2 separate regions of the Bombyx mori genome follow, and region 1 is linked to region 2. The links are chromatin contacts, called in public Hi-C maps. All regions are on one chromosome and are shown on one strand. Each heading gives the region's core, a stretch centred on a gene start, on an enhancer-like site or on the middle of the called end of the contact. The rest is flanking DNA. Distances are from core to core; before and after follow the strand shown. Region 1 holds the start of LOC101745496 (juvenile hormone esterase). Region 2 has its middle 7.8 kb from the start of TRNAT-UGU.

Region 1 (5,073 bases), core at 1,354-3,853, 33 kb before region 2:
GAGGTCCTACCACCAGTATAAAAGCTCAAACCAAAAATTAAGACAGTATCAAGATTTTTTCTATTCTTCGTTCCTAGTTTAAAGATATATCTATTACACATACATTAATGTACACACAATGAATGTTCGACAGACAAAACCAAACTCTTTGAAATCAAAACTTTGAAAACTTTTTATGTTCGCTGTCTGGAAAATCGTAAGAGATCGTGATCGCTTCGCCGTTCACATGGTTAGCTCTACCCTTATTACGCAAAATACTCACGTGTGCGAATGAATGTATGTACGTTAACCATGATTTACAATTGGACTTTTCTGCGCGAATCGTAAGTATAATTCGTGTTTCAATTAAAGTATAACCACACAATCACTGAATACGCAAGTGTCAGTCAGTACACAGAGAATACAATCCGCAGTGTTTTATTAATTCCTGTGTGAAAAGCGTGCGGTCCACCTTTTTTTTAATTTTTTTTATTCCGTTGGTGGGGGGACGAGCTCACAGCCCACCTGTTATTAAGTGGTTGTAACGGAATCTTTGAACATGATCTTGACCCCTTCAAAACGTCGGATTAACTCGAAATTTGGTATACTTATTAAGGACCGATGACAATTCAATACTAAAAAAATATATTGAAAAAAACATTTAAAAAATGGAAATTAAACTAAAAAATGAAAAATAAATAATACTCTGAAAACACTAACAAAATACGCTTTTATAGAAAATCCAACTAAAAAATAGAAAATAAATTTTAATTAAAAATAGTGTAAGAAAAAATGATTTTATTGTAAAAAAGCGTGGGGTGTATGGTATCAGTAGTTATAAATATTTTTTGAACAGATATGAGTAGAAGGGTTATTTTGATAATATCCTGAAAAGCACGCCTTCTCTTTTTTAGTTGGGTTTTCTATAAAAGCGTTGTTAGTTTTTTTAAACTATTATTTTTTGTTAATGGAGTCTATGAATGTTGAGACACGATATTAGTCTTAGTTTCGCGGCCTATATAGACAGGATGATGGTACTTACTCATGTGGGCTCACAGCACACGCTACATGTAGTAAGTAATGCTACGTACTAACATTATTTTTCGTTCCAAATTTTTATATAACAGCTGCTTTAAAATGTCGCAGACGTGTCACATTCACATGAATATATTTCATAAGTGTCTGTACAATCATTTTATCCTGTCCCTTAAAGTCTAGTCATACTACACTAAAAATTGCGGTAATAGCCATACGCGGATGTTCAAAGCATACAAAATAACACAACAAACAGCGTTGAACTATAAAGCCTTACATGTGACTTACCATTTTAATGAAAGCCCATTCATTTTTACTAACAATCCTTTGTCAATGCGATAAGGTTCATTTTGTTTCGGTTTGATCTGATTTCAAGTTTGTTTTAAGGATCGAGGTTGGTTCTCACGACGTCACGATTAACACAGGTGTACATCCGCTATCTCGCGGTCTTCAGGATTCGAGCCCGTTAAACTGTTGTGATTGTGTTGCCGAAACAAGAGCGTGTTCCATTCATTTTTTAAAGTTTCAACTTATAGAAGTAGCATGTAGGTCTTGCTATACGAAATATAAAATATTATGACGTCACATTCATACTTTTACTCCTTTTTTTTTCAAGACTTAAAAAAAAACAGCTTGTCAACTAGAGAAGACAATTGTAAAGAAATTATTATTATTTTTCGGTATAAAAAAAACTGACTAGGTGTTTCCATAAATTTTTAACGATAACACTAAATCTCTTCAATAGATGCCAACGAAAAAAATCGGTTGACATGGAGAGAAAAAAATGGCATTTGGTGTATCGTCTTTTTAATTTTTATAAATTAAAATTTACTATTTTATTGATCACGCTAATTGAAAATCAATCGACAAATAGAATTGAATAGAATTGTGTTTAATTGTTCCGATTTTATCAATTAAAAATAGACATCATACTCACTAACATATCATATTATTTTGTGTTCGTCTCTGTTATGGAGGTATCGATTAAATTTGACAACACCATCTTCCGCAATCCTTAAACTGGGTTTTACATTGTTGCTGTTGGTGCGTATTCTGATGTCCATGTCTGCCGCGAGGTTACCGTACTTTCTGCTTAGGAGAGTGAGAAACCATTTATACAATTAAGTCTGAAGTTCGATGGCGGCTTCATATTTTAATCGTCTACGGGTTGGTTTTGTGTGCTTAGTGCGAGTTTTTTAACGTTCTCGATAGCGTTAAAGTTATCTCAAATTTAGTATGGAGTTGGAACGTATGCCTACGTTTGCTGTTAGGGTCGCTGTTTCAAACGCATACAAATTTGACTTAACTTTTACGCTATCGAGAACGTTAAAAAACTCTCACTAAGCACACTGGTAACCTCTCAACACCAGATATCTTAGACCGTGAGCTCGATCATCAAACAATGCAGTACAAAATCATAGGCACGTATCTATATTAGGCCTTTACCTAAGAAATTGGCGTTTAGTATTGTAAAACGGCAAATTCATTAGTAAAAAGACATATTATTTAAAATTTCGTTCCGTCCGCGAGAAGCCGTAATAGCGAATCATTCCAATCAGCGAATAGGTAGGGGAAAAATTGCTACAATTTCGTATCAAAATTGGAAGTTTTGACGGGAATTAAAGCGGGAACATAGATAATACACTTAATTGAGCGGGAAGGTTAGAACAGTTTTTAATTTTTAAAACGTAATACCCACAGATTACTAAATAAATATAATACTGTGATGTTTGTGGCAGCACTGTCGATTTTAGAGGTCGTTAGTCTCGGAGTCTACCTACATCGTTTGGTTGAGTCTGAGTCGCCGTCCCTGAGTTAACAATAAACATAGGACGAGACGATAAAGCTCTGACTCGTTCAACACAGGTGTTCTCCGGACGGAGGCTGTGCGGTCGCTTTATGTAATAATGTTAAGTCATTGTACATAGAACAAATAAAGCAACGAGTTTAGTTTACTAGGAATCTACTGAGGCTACTTAGTTTTTCTTGATTACTATTGTTTGTAAATGTCTCTTGTGATAATTGAAGTGATTCGTAGCTTCGTAGCGTAGGTCATTGGAAATGTTTATCTATTAATAAATGAAGTAAAAACTTTGTACCCCTTTTTACGAAAATAGCGCGGACGGAGGAGTATGAAATTTCCCTCACTTATAGAGAATATAGAGAAGAACTGCAGAATACTAATTTTTTTGGTCGGTCGGTCGGACTGACTGAATTATGGTCGGTCATTTGCAGTGATTTTAAATTTATTGGATATGGCTGAAATATGATGGCAGCGTTAACAAAGAAATCTAATTATTACCTACCTATCATAGATAAAGCAGACGTTAGTAAAGATAATTTTCATCAAGATATAATTTGTAAAAAACAAAAACAGAATGTTTAATTTCAAACCGTGGACACAGCAAAGTAACTTTATATTTCCAAACTATTATTTTATTTTTATTGTTTATATTTTTATATTCTTTATTAGAGCCATACATACATACAACCATACATATTAGGTTAAGTCGCTTTCCAAACTATTATAAAATTATAATAAATATAATGTTAGAAAATAGCCTTCAGTCACAAAGTTTATATTTAAGCGCCATCTAGGAGTACTGTAGTGAACTATTTCAAAAAATTATTTAATAAACAAGTTTGAACCCAAGGGAAAAGTAAATCGACCATTTTATATAGGTTATGTGAATGTGACTTAACACAAGATTCGTTTCTTCATAGCAAAATACTTAATAATAATAAATAAATCAGTCTGTTCATTAGACAAAGTGTTGTGGTTGTGTTAGTAAACGATATTGTAAATATTTATAATGTCTGAACCAATTGTACACGTTAATGAAGGTAAATTGAAAGGAAATGTGGCAACAACTGTTAAGGACGTCCAATATTATAGTTTCAAAGGAATTCCTTATGCGAAACCGCCGGTCGGCGAATTAAGGTTTGCTGTAAGTTAAATTTTATTTTGGATACCACGTGCGTATTTCAATAAGCGACTTAAAAATATATATAGTTTTTTTCATTTCAACGCATATGTGTTATCTACGATAAAATATTTATCAAAAACTAGTATACGATTATTAAAATTACAATAATGATATGTTGCAGTGTGATTAATTCTAAGCTTAACTTTATGAACTAAATTATTCTACAAGTAGTATAAAACAAAGACACAGTCTGTTTATATCTGTTTTTCCGCTCACTTTGACCAGACCTTGTTTATTCGTAGGACCAGACCATGTAACCGATTTTGACCGAGATTTTCACTAATAGAAGCGATAAACGAAGAAGGTACCTTGGATACCTTGGATAGGCATACCTTGGCCTATATAATTTGTTAATACTTTAGATAAAATGGTTGAACTATGACTGTGCTAAATAAAAAAACTGCTTCAATACACTTGCGTTGCTAACCTTGGCCCTTTGATTATATAATAGTGTATATAATCAAAGCCTTGGCCATATCATATGAGAAAGTGTAGCCCGCACGAGGGCGGAATATAGTATTGTATTAGATGACAATTAATTTCATCTGACATTGGTTGCCTTCGAGTATGCAGTTTCCGACGCTAAGCTAATTAAAGTAGCTAGGTACCTTCCGAGAATTTCTGTGTTAGATGTTTACATCAATCATGTATTTACTTACTCCGAATTGAATAAGTTATCTACGTGTGAACAATTGTCCATGCAATTCATTGAGACAATTAATATCGAAATTTAATAGATTAGTGATCAACCGAACTAATTTAAACTGCTTCCGCTCCTTAAATATACGTCTAATCTCCAAATGTAGACTTTAAAATTTTACATCATATGTGTAAAAAATAGTTAAAAACTAAACGATACAACTTACTAAAAACTACAAGATACTAATCGACTCTAATGTCCGTAAAGTAATGTATTAACAAATACGCCTTAAATCCCAGAGTATCTACGTTGGTACTTTTTTTTTTATTGCTTAGGTGGGTGGACGAGCTCACAGCCCACCTGGTGTTAAGTGGTTACTGGAGCCCATAGACATCTACGACGTAAATGCGCCACCCACCTTGAGATATAAGT
Region 2 (5,259 bases), core at 831-3,330:
ATTTAATTGATTGATGTCACTTCTGTCGTAAACGTGCATGCACTGCAGATAATGTGCTATGAGCGCATTCACGTTCCAACATCCCATTAAATAAGAAACTGAATAATTTTATCACAAAAGTGCCACTTCGTTTGAAGAAGGTCTTTATTTGTCGACAAGAAAGAAAGCTTTTTGCGTTCTTTCATTCCTTTAGTATTATATGGTTTTGGGTGTAATGTGTTCATTTCGCGACAGCACAATTTTTTTTATTTTTTATTCTTGTTTCCCCTTCAGGCAGACGAGAATACGGCCCACCTGATGGTGAGTGGTTACCGTCGCTTATGAACGTCAGCAATGCCAGGGGCAGAGCCAAGCCGCTGCCTACCGTTTAATACTCTCCACAAGCCTCGTTTGAAGAAGGACATGTCATAGCGCTCGGGAAACATTAAATTGTTAAATTGTCTAATGAAAAAGTAGGTATTTTGATTATGTGCTTAAACAGAGAGTATTGGAACAGTACCCTAAAATGAAGAAGACACAAAGTTTTGAATACAGATTTAACAATAAAATACAGGTTCGAAAGTTTATATTTGTTTATATTACCTCATAGCGCAATGTAACACAATTTTCACAAAAACTGAAACGTGGGGTCAACGAACTCAGTGACACGGGGATGTCAGCTGCGTTCGCATTAGCGGACTCACCAAATAAGCGAAAGCTTGTACCGAAAGCTAAAAGTATACAAATATTCGTACAAGTATGTTATTCGGTGTAGGCCTGGTGGTCGATCCGGTTTTACTTTACTTCCAGTATACAATGTAGTATTAGTAAATTATACATAAAAGTGAATTAGGGGCGCTGACACAGACGTAGATATTATCTATCAATGTACTCTGATTAAAATTGATAACAACAATAGGAGAGCTTTTACGAAAAACATAAAACAGTTCAAGGACGGAGACTAGAGTTGGAGCTGTGATATTGAAAACGCTTTTCAGAAGAATTATTAAAACACGAAAACGGTGAAAAAGCTACGGTGCATATCGGGAGCTAAAAGACCAAATATGGTACAAGATACAAGCTACAAGACATCAGAGGATTCATCAAAGTTATCCATTGTAGAGAAGATCATCAACTAAGTTTCAGATATGACGATTAGGCTTCCAGTTATTAGAGGGAGGGTGTGTGCGATATAGAAACTGCGAAGAGAAAACTGCGAACTTTACTGGTGGTAGGACCTCTTGTGAGTCTGCACGGGTAGGTACCACCACCCCGCCTATTTCTACCGTGAAGCAGCAATGCGTTTAGGTTTGAAGAGTAGGGTAGCCGTTGTAACAATACTGAGACCTTAGAACTTATATCTCAAGGTGGGTGGCGCATTTACGTTGTAGATGTCTATGGGCTCCAGTGACCACTTAACACCAGGTGGGCTGTAAGCTCGTCCACCCATCTAAGCAATAAAATAAAAAAAACTTTGAGGTTTCAGGTTGTAACGTCTATGGGTCTCGATAGCCGCTCCACACCAGACTCTGAGGTTGTTTACTTATCTAAGATAATTTTCACTAATTATGGAATATTCATTCTGTCTTCATAAGATTCAAATCACGATTGCTTTGCGACTGAAAGAGAGTAGACAGCACGATGGTACAAAATATCAATATCACAAAACATTACCACCATAGAAAACGCTGTGAATTATCAGACGTCATATTACATTTGCACATAAAATACAACCAACCAAATATTTAACAGTAATAAGAACATTACTTAAACATTCTCTATAATAATACCACCAGTATGGCTGATGGTAATAAATATTAATCCGCCTCCACTATGTTCTATTGAACACTGACTGTCCCAATGAAGTTATCGATTGATATGGAGTGACAGCTTCATTTGAATTCTTATCCTTTACGTCAGCTAACTGCATATGCAAAGGTTCAGAAATACTCGTGTCTGCAGACTTCGAAGGCTTTAATTAAGGCCTATGTGGAAACCAAGTCACATCATTATTCAAAACATTAACTGACTGGGCCGGTCCCACTAAAGCGCTTATTGTGCTTAATAGAGCTTAATGGTTGTCCGAGATACCGCGTCGAGATAAATAAATGTACAATAATTTGGTATTTAGCTACTAAGTTACGCTTATTTGTAAATAGTTTAGTTATATTGATCGGATTAGCTTTTATGAGCACTTAAATTATTTGAGTTTTACATTTTATATACCTACCGTCAGTTGATGGGTTTTTTTAATGCTCTTTTGACGTGATTGTATTTTTATCGAAAAGTCTTTACGCATTTGATATACTTTTTTCCAATTAAAAATAAAAAGCTTTTAAAATCTACGCATTATCGATTGAATGTTCGTTTTTTAAATTTGAATACTGCAACCTGTCCTATTAGGAAGGTTGATGACTTTAATGTCTAGCTTAGATTTTTTAAAACAGAGCAAGATAATTTAAACTATTTACTGCAATATGTATAAATAAGAATATGTATAAATGTAAACGTTGTCCATATAATAACACAGTTGCAAAGACAAAAACAATTGCTCTAAGTGTATTTGCCACACTCGATTTTTATATAGGTATGTAGTTGATTCTATTTGTTCATTCGCGTTTAAAGCTTACTAAAAAAAACACAACACGATATGTCTTCTTTATCTTCTAACTCTAAGTCGTGTTGACTTTATGTCACCACCGATTCGGAATGCAGTTCAACTAAAAAGGTTCAAATCGTGGCTGGTTCTTTTCTAAATAAATGAAAATCCCTAAGAAAAAATTATAAATTGGTTGCATATATACGACGTCAATCAGATCAAACCGATGCGAAGGGCGGAGCTTGCGTGTGTTCAGCTTCGTTTAAAAGTGTTCCATATATCGATGTTGCGACACCTCATTAAAGCGACGATCTCTTTAGCGATGCTGACGTGTCATTAGAACACCATTTATATGTAAATGTAGATTTTGTAATTCGTAATCAAATCAGAATTGTATCTTTCGTCTTTTAATTTTATCGTCAGTAATTTTTTTTTGAGAAGAAGGAAATTTTTGCTATTCAAGAAGTTGCTATGTGTATGTGCATTATTACTATAATTCTCATCTTGTATTTGTTATTTTAGTTATATGTTATTTGTTTTACACACACTCATCACTTTTAATTATTATTCTCATAATCCTCTCGCAGATCTGCTGGAAGAGATTTCTTAAAGAAATAAGCAGTGCCTTTGCACATAATTTTCCTATTACTCTGTACTATGTCTTCTTTTCTGTGTGTACATAAATAAATAAATAAGTTTTTTTTTATCAAGAATATGAAATTTCCCCCGCATGACCAACATTGATTTATATTCTAATTATTATTAAAGTGAGTGCGTAGGTAATTAAAATAATGAATAAATGGCAAATGATTTTATCGCAATTACGTATAGATTAACTCCCTTCCCAATTCAAACTATATGACTATTCTAGCGAAAACTGTTATTCTAAACTAGTCGAAAGTAATAAAACTCGAATATTTAACCGCAACATTAAACCGTAAAACTAGTTATAATAAGGATTAATTTTAGTTTAAAACGTAATAGCAGGTTTAATTTGGACTAGGACTCATAAAATCCGAAGTAAATACTAGTATTACCCCTAATTAATTTTAGATTGCAAACATACTTGACTACAACCAACTATCCGATTGACAGTCGTAAGTATTCTGAAGATTACACATGACTTAAACTAGTCGTTTATATACTAAAACAAACCAAATACATACAAAAACCAAATACATTTTACACGAAAGACTAACAAAGCATTGTTAACATTTTATGTGGCAGTGAAAATGACGTAACAATGTCATCTAATTTATACCGCGACCACAAACACACAACAAAGGAATCGAAATAATTTAGAATCACGATAAAATCCGTTATTAGACATTACACATCTGACTAGCTAGCAAGTCGTCGTGGCCTAAAGAATAAGACGTCCGGTGCATTCGTGTTGAAGCGATGCACCGGTGTTCGAATCCCGCAGGCGGGTACCAATTTTTCTAATGAAATACGTACTCAACAAATGTTTACGATTGACTTCCACGGTGAAGGAATAACATCGTGTAATAAAAACCAAACCCGCAAAATTATATATATATATTATATATATATATATATATATTATATTTATAATTTGCGTAATCACTGGTGGTAGGACCTCTTGTGAGTCCGCACGGGTAGGTATCACCACCCCGCCTATTTCCGCCGTGAAGCAGTAATGCGTTTCGGTTCGAAGGGTGGGGTAGCCGTTGTAACTATACTGAGACCTTAGAACTTATATCTCGAGGTGGGTGGCGCATTTACGTTGTAGATGTCTATGGGCTCCAGTAACCACTTAACACCAGGTGGGCTGTGAGCTCGTCCATCCATCTAAGCAATAAAAAATTAAATAAAAAAAATAGCTCAGACGCTTTACCTTATCTTAATTAAATTATTGTATAGGTTTTTTTTAAATATACGTTTCATTCATCCGCTGGCCATTTTTGGTAGGTACTAAAACAGATTTTTTCGCTCGATTATTTAAAAAAATATAGATTATATTTTTCTGACGAAAATACCAGTAGTGGCTTGTTTTTATACAAACACTTGTTTATAAGATCAATAGCAAATCAAAGGCCGTCTGGTGTAGTGGTAAGTGACATGGTCACTACACAAGGGGGTCGCGGGTCCGAATCCCGCCAAGGGAAAATATTTCTATGATAAATATAAATGTATTTTCCAGGGTTATGGATGTATATTAAATATGTGTATGTGTATAATAAAAATCTTACATTTATTTCCGTTATCTGGTACCTGTAACACAAGTTCTTTACGAACTTATCACGGGACCAGTTAACGTGGCGTGACTGTTATTAAATATTTATTTATATATAAAAAATGTGTGCGTGTACTAGTGTACACACGTAAGAAGTGAAACTTGTTTATGGCCTTATTTTTCGAAAAATGATCTACATGCAACTTTCTAGAAATTGGTTAAATAAAGTTAAATTAGATAAAGTTTAAACAAAAGGATTTTATTATCATAGACATGAATACAAAAAAGTTAAATTAGATAAAGTTTAAACAAAAGGATTTTATTATCATAGACATGAATACAAAACAGATGGCGCGTAACGGAAAAAAGTGACGCGTAACCGAAAAATGTGACGGTAAATTTTTTTCCAACGCCGATAAGGAAGTTTCACTTCAAAAAGTTAAATTAGATAAAGTTTAAACAAAAGGATTTTATTATCATAGAC

The links. A called contact is a pair of places that touch in the nucleus more often than the background predicts.
Region 1: a contact with region 2 is called in a Hi-C map of middle silk gland, with 1.7 times the contacts expected there. The contact joins the promoter of LOC101745496 here to the enhancer-like site in region 2. A contact is called at or near these places in 2 of 7 Hi-C or Micro-C datasets (middle silk gland and whole pupa).

Annotation. Positions count from the first base shown.
Region 1 is chr11:15,021,159-15,026,231 of ASM3026992v2, reverse strand. LOC101745496 (juvenile hormone esterase) reads left to right here and starts at 2,603. Exons shown (of 3, transcript XM_004932890.4): 1 at 2,603-3,962. The coding sequence starts at 3,828.
Region 2 is chr11:14,987,227-14,992,485 of ASM3026992v2, reverse strand. No RefSeq gene overlaps it. Among protein-coding and RNA genes, the nearest start is that of TRNAT-UGU, 7.8 kb to the right of the region's middle. Within about 2 kb of position 2,080, at least 1 of the 8 cell types and tissues checked has open chromatin away from gene starts, as enhancers often do.